Regions from separate parts of the Sus scrofa genome. Here region 2 is linked to region 1. A link is a contact called in public Hi-C data. All regions are on one chromosome and are shown on one strand. Each heading gives the region's core, a stretch centred on a gene start, on an enhancer-like site or on the middle of the called end of the contact. The rest is flanking DNA. Distances are from core to core; before and after follow the strand shown. Region 1 has its middle 100 kb from the start of RGMA. Region 2 has its middle 30 kb from the start of RGMA.

Region 1 (3,265 bases), core at 302-2,801:
TTAAGAGATATACACTACCACCTATAAAGTAGATAAAAAACCAAGGACCTATGTATAGCACAGGAAACTCTATTTAATATCTTGTAATAACCTAGAATGGAAAAGAATCTGAAAAAGAATAGATGTGTATATGTATAACTGAACCACTTTGCTGTACACCTTAAACATTTTTTGAATTTTTTTAAAAAAGAAAAAATTCTTGTCATCTGAAAAGTTTAGTCCAAGAGACGTTCTCTGATGAGGACTGTATTGGTAAAGACACTTCAAGTTTCAAATAGCAGAAAACTCCACTCAGAGTGGCATCACCAATAGCACAGACTTCAGGCTTGGTTGGATCCAAGTCCCCAAATGACTCAACAAAATCCAATCTGTCTCCATCTCTCGGCTGTTTCCTTTATCAGGGTCTCCCTCATGCACCTTGGTTGGATCTCAACAGGCTCCCACCTTCACAAGTGCCGTAGAAAAGACAGTACTTGCTTAAAAGTGGCTCAACCCAAAGTCCCAAGATAAGATTTATTGAGGCTTGATTGGTTAATGGATCAACTGCCCATTCCTGACTCATTTACTGTGGCCAGGAGATGCCACATTCTCACCACTTCTGGCTCTTTCTCTAGGAAGAAATATGGAGCTGCAGATTAGAAATGGACTCATTCTAAAGTTCTGAAATGTTTTCCTCTCTGTGGGAATTTGACTCAACCATGTTTCAGCTAATAGATGTTTCTCTCCAAATTGAAATCAAAAGCAGAGCAACTCTAACTAGAATAATGCAGAGGAGTGGGTTCCCTAGGAAGAACTCCCAGGTGGTTGATGCCACCAAGGACCAAAGGAGAAGCTTCAGGAACCCCCACTCTGTGGGCACCACGCAGAATGCTCTATTTCCCCAACCTGCAGACCAGCCTTTCCTGGCGGTTGAACCACTTGGTATTAAGTGGTGCTCCTGCCCCAACAAAAAAGGTGATGCTTTCCTGGTCAAGTAAGTTTGAGAAGTTTTCTGTTCAACAAAGTCAAAGACGACTTACTCTTGACTAAAGGACATTTCAGAGCCTCTAGTGTTCAAATGTGTGTTATAAAAATCCAGAGGAAAACACAACATGCAGAATGTCCCAAACCTGTTGGATCATGAACCTTTCGGAACATTTTTCTTGGGACAAGCATTCCGCACCAAAAACAAAAAAAAACCTCAGGGACATGCTGCTCTGGAGGAAGTTGCTCCTTTTCTGACCCAACCCCACCTTGCCCTGCCCATCATTTTAACTGAGATCACAAAGCAGTAAAAGGTTACTGAGGAAGGCTGGTTTTGTCCCTCCATCACCTCTCTGGAATGTTTAGAAATGAATGTAATAACACAGAGATAAAACCCATCAAATCCCTGGCTTCTCAGAAGAAACCTTTTCTCTCTCCAATCTGTTACATAGTCGCTGGAATCAAATTGCAAAAGCCCTGTGCTAACTCCAGCTCCGGTGGGAGGAGAGACCACTCACTGGTGGGCTACACAGAGAGGACTTACGGCCGCTGTGGGAACTCGCAGTCACCTCTGGCAAACCTCTGTCTGCAGCTGCAGAAGATCAAATCAGGCTCACATCTGTTCCCCAGACACCCGACACCCCACCCCAGCTTCCCTATCCAACAAAGCCTGGCCAGGTTTTCACAGTTAATTCCTCCAGGGCCCCTGGCCCATCTCCTCCCTTCTTGCTCCTATGAATTCTCAGAGATCAAAGCAGCAAGTTAGCCCAAGCTTTGTTTGCTCAGCATTCAGAAAACACCTTAAATTCCCAGCTTGAAAGGAGGCTGAAAGAAGGTTAAACATACCCTATTGTTGAAAACTTTCAAACAGCAAGACATGACCAAAGTTTGAGCGTAGGAACCTCCATGATTTCTCTGGGCTTCCGGGTCCTGGGAAGGGAGGGTCTTCCCCCAGTGCACGTAATATAAGAAACTGATGGGAACGCGGCCAGAATTTTCCTGGAGGTCACTCTGAGTTGACTTGGGCAGTACACTGATTCTGAGATGAAAATTGGGAGCTACTGCCACAACCCAAAGGGTCAGCCCTCAGAATAAAATAAGTTCTAAAATGTCCACTCTGGATGGTCCTTCTAATCCACTCAACCCCATGTTCTGGACTGTTCCTCCTCCCCCTGGCCTTAGTTCACAAACTTAAATGGCTTTTTAGAACTGTAGGGTCATCTAGTTTGGAGATTTTCAAACTTCTTGGCAGCAGAAGACATTTTTTCTAATCGAAAATCTTAAAAGAGACCTCAATATAAAGCAGATAGAGTTGGGAGCTCTAGGGAGCATAGGCTGAGGCAAATCCTGGACTTCTACCCACTCAGCTACCCCCTCCACCATTGTGGCTTTGGGCTCCCACAGTTGGAAAAGTCCCTTAGAAGCCCAGCCTCTTCAGTTCAACACCAACACTGAGGACCAGGGATTGAAAGGGAGCTGCCAAGCCTCACGTGCTCCACGTCTCAGTCCTCATGAGGAGTTTATGCCTTTGCTCTTTGTGTTTAAAAAATCCCCAGAGCTGGGAGTTCCCATTGTGGCTCAGCAGTAATGAACCCAATTAGCATCTACGAGGACTCGGGTTCAATACCTGGCCTTGCTCAGTGGGTTAAGGATCCAGCATTGCCACAAACTGTAGTATAGGTTACAGATGCAATTTGGATCTGGTGTTGCTATGGTTGTGGTGTAGACCAGTAGCTGCAGATCCGATTCAACCCCTAGCCTGGGGACTTCCATTTGCCATGGGTACAGTCCTAGAAAAGACCAAAAAAAAAGTCTCCAGAGTGGTCAGTCCTACTTTCAAAACTCCCCATTTCTGTTCTCACCATCTCTACCTCCCCTACAGGGAAACACCTGGGACCCTCCCCTCTGTCCTGCCTACTACCATCCCCAAGGCTCTTCAGTTGTGAGATCCTGTTTCCTAAACTCAGTTAATCATTAGAATCCCCTGGGAGATTATTAAAAATATAGATTCCAGGACCCAGGACTAGACCTAGTGAATCACAATTTCCAAGGGTAGATCCAAGAATCTGTGATTTAAATAAGCACCCCAGGTGATTTTGATGACTGGCCAGCTTTGGAGAGCACTGTATTCAATGAAGTTGTGTCCCTTCTTCATATCCACCACCAAAGTTTAAGAATTCTTACATGAAATCCCAGCCATAGTAGCCAGTAGGATCATAATTCTGTATGGCTTTTTCTGGACATCTTTTTCAAATAATGGGAGAGAAAAACTTCTACAAGTCCTTTCATTTCAGGGTTCCAA
Region 2 (3,265 bases), core at 472-2,971, 72 kb after region 1:
TGACAATCCTCTAGGTAAACACAGGCTAGATTTAACATTCATAGATTTGCCATGTTAATTTCAGACCCTTTTTTTTTTACCACAAACTTTCTGATATAATTTAAGCAGCTTCTGAAACACTCACTATAGTGGCGTAAATCCTTCTTCCGCATCTCTATGCTTTTACTAATCCAAGTGTTTATCCATAAAAAACCAAATAACTTTGTGTGTTTTAAATTTTAGGTAATTGGTATCACATTAGATTTATATTCTGCAGCTTCCTGTTTTCACTTGACAATGAGTTCTCAAGAACTGTGGTCCCTTGCTGTACAGTGGGAAAAAATTAAAAAAAAAAAAAACTGTGGGTATTGACAGGGTACATGAATAAGTGAATTCAGCGAGGTTGCTGGGTTTATCCCATGAATACAAGGGCAGTTGCAAGGAATGGATCTGTGGGATACATGACCTAGGACTTGAGACTTTGAGAATGTGGTCAATTTATAGAAATGTTTATGTGGGCCTGAGAAGTATGCATTGTCTCGGTTTGCAGGGCTCCACCTGCGTCTATTAGATCAAGCTTGTAAGTGGCAAATTCTTACTAAATGTGTCTACTTACTCTGGTTTGAAAAGAATTGTGTTTAGAATTCTAGTATAGGCCTTCACCTGTCTCAATGTTTTTGATCATCGCAACTTTTCGGAAACAAGTATAACATGAGTCTTAGAGATGAAGAAGTGTGAATTTCAAAGCTGAGAAGTGACAGACTCAGGCTCGGCACCTGTCTGCTTTTAAAAGGAATCAGTCTCCTAGAAGTCAGTATCTGCAGCTAAAGAAATGACATAGCCACCAGGACAAGGAGAGACAATTCAGCCTAAATCCAGATCAGGAGGCTCTGAAATGATAATCCTCAACCTCTAACCTATTGTGCAAAATCTAGCAAACAAAAATCTGGCCTGTCTGAATTATGTCCTACAACTCCGCACTTAGCATTTTGGTTGACCTTGTCTGCTGACTTTGGACGGTCTCCCAGACTTTCCTCTGAGCGCATCCTAGCCCCCATGGGTGTCCCAACACACCCAGGCCCTCCGGGCCTCAGCCCCACCCTCTCCCACCTGACCAGGCTGCCCTGACCATCAGGTGGCCCTGTGATGGTAGGTTCATAAGTTGACAACCAAAACCAGATCCAAAATATCCTCCCAGCCTTCATGTCTGCATGTTCTTCCTGTTAGAACAGATACGGAAATGGCAGATTCACCACAACACTGAGGCAACTCAGACCTCAGGCCCTCTCCCTCGCAAGGGCCCTTTCTAAGGCCCTGTACTGAATTCTGTGTTTGTAATTTCATCTTTTCAAAGAGGATTCCAAAAATCGTACAAACTTCGGGCCACCCAAAACCTGGTCCCCCCGACCCCCAGCGCAGAAGTGACTTATCTTGGAGGTCTCCTAGTCAAGTAGCCAGACACTGTGGGAGAGTTCACAGCCATAATCACAGAGCTTAGAGCAGAGGAGCAGGAAGAGGCCTCCCTGTGCCCCACCTCCTTCCACTTGTGTGTCAGGCTGGGCACCGTCCCCCACCCCGTGGGAGGCGTTGGCCTTGGTCAGCCCTGCTCCACCATGGCCTTCAAGCCAAGAGAAGGCCACGACTCCCAGCTCAGCCACCAGCCGGGCCCCTCCCTGCTCCAGCTGTGTCCGCTGGGCTCCTGGGGCAGGGCCAGGCCCAAGCCAGATGATCTGACATGATGAAAAGGGAAATTCTCACATTCCTTTCGCAAAAGACATCTGCCAAGTGCAATGCAGTGAGGAAAGGCAGGCTGGGGGGGGTTCTTGAGCAGCCAAATGCATCTTCAACCCTAACAGAGTTCACTGCAGAAAAATCGGGGTCACCTCCAATTAAGTCAAGTTTCAAGGGAAACTCGCATCTGCTGATGGAGCAGGGGGCCAGGGAGGGGGAGGCCAAGAAGGACACAGGACCCAGCATCAAGATACTCTCCCAATGCATACAGACTTCCAGTTTTGGGAAAATGTCTTCATATTCCCAGAAATGACCCAATGGAACAATCAAATTACATTATTTTCTCCAGTCCTCAATGCACAGTGATGGTTCCAGACAGAAAGGGCCAAAATTCTGTTTTTAACTCTGTCTTGAGTCTCACCCTAAGGCATTACCCCAAAGTTTCTCATAAAGGTCATCCTTCCCAAATGCTCATTTTCCGTTTTCACCACTAACAAAGGAGGTTCGGTGGGGAAAACATCAGTTTGTCAGTTTGAATTTCCCAAGCCAGCGTCAGCTGGGCAGCTTCTACCAGGACATTTGAGGGGTGTCCAAAAAATCCACCCTAAGCCCTCTTCCCCTATAGCCAGTAGTGATCTACCACTCTAGAATCACTCCCTATAAGACCCTCTCAGTAGCCTGTGCATCTTTTTAAAAATGTTTTGAAGTATAGTTGATTTATAATGTCATTCTATTTTCAGGTGTACAACAAAGTGATTCAGCTCTCTCTCTCCCTCTCTCTCTCTCTCTCTCTCTCTCTCTCTCTCTCTCTATATATATATATATATATATATATATATATATATATATGCTCTTTTTCAGATTCTTTTCCCTTATTGGTTATTACAAAATAAAATATTGAGTATAATTCCCTATATTACCCAGCAGGTCCTTGTGGTCATCTATTCTATATATAGTAATGTGTTTGTTAGTCCCAAAGTCCCAATTTATCCCTCCCTTTCCCCTTTGGTAACATAAGTTTGATTTCTATGTCTGTGAGTCTGTTTTATAAATAAATTCATTTATATCATTTTTTTAGAGTCCACATATAAGCAATAACACAGGATATTTGTTTTCTTTGTCTGGCATACTTCACTTATGATAATCTCTAAGTCCATCCATCTTGCTGCAAATAGCATTATTTTGTTCTTTTTTATGGCTGAGTAATATTCCATTGCATATATGTACTGCATCTTCCTTATCTGAGCCTCTGTTGATAGACATTTATGTTGCTTCCATGTCTTGGCTATTGTAAATAGTGCTGCAACAAGCACTGGGTGCAATGTATCTTTTTGAATTAGTATTTTCTTTGGATATATACCCAAGATTGAGATTGCTGGATCTTATGACAACTCGGTTTTTTTTAGGACCCTCCATATTCTTCTCTGTAGTGGAAGCCTGTGCATCTTAATCATTGGAAGCTTTGTATTATCTGGACCTCTTGGCAAAGCCCAATATTCCCTCAAGACTCTGCAGATCACGTCCTCCATGAAGCCTGGTCAGACTACTTCCCACC

What was found. Hi-C and Micro-C count contacts between places; a contact is called where the count stands out from the background.
Region 2: a contact with region 1 is called in a Hi-C map of skeletal muscle, with 5 times the contacts expected there. The contact joins two enhancer-like sites. A contact is called at or near these places in 3 of 47 Hi-C or Micro-C datasets (embryonic fibroblasts, heart right ventricle and skeletal muscle) and 1 of 2 datasets of contacts at active chromatin or transcription factors (skeletal muscle).

Annotation. Positions count from the first base shown.
Region 1 is chr7:85,817,985-85,821,249 of Sscrofa11.1, forward strand. No RefSeq gene overlaps it. Among named protein-coding and RNA genes, the nearest start is that of RGMA, 100 kb to the right of the region's middle. Within about 2 kb of position 1,552, at least 3 of the 83 cell types and tissues checked have an H3K27ac peak or open chromatin away from gene starts, as enhancers often do. A contact at or near this core is called in skeletal muscle, where this site is marked.
Region 2 is chr7:85,889,745-85,893,009 of Sscrofa11.1, forward strand. No RefSeq gene overlaps it. Among named protein-coding and RNA genes, the nearest start is that of RGMA, 30 kb to the right of the region's middle. Within about 2 kb of position 1,722, at least 19 of the 83 cell types and tissues checked have an H3K27ac peak or open chromatin away from gene starts, as enhancers often do. A contact at or near this core is called in skeletal muscle, where this site is marked.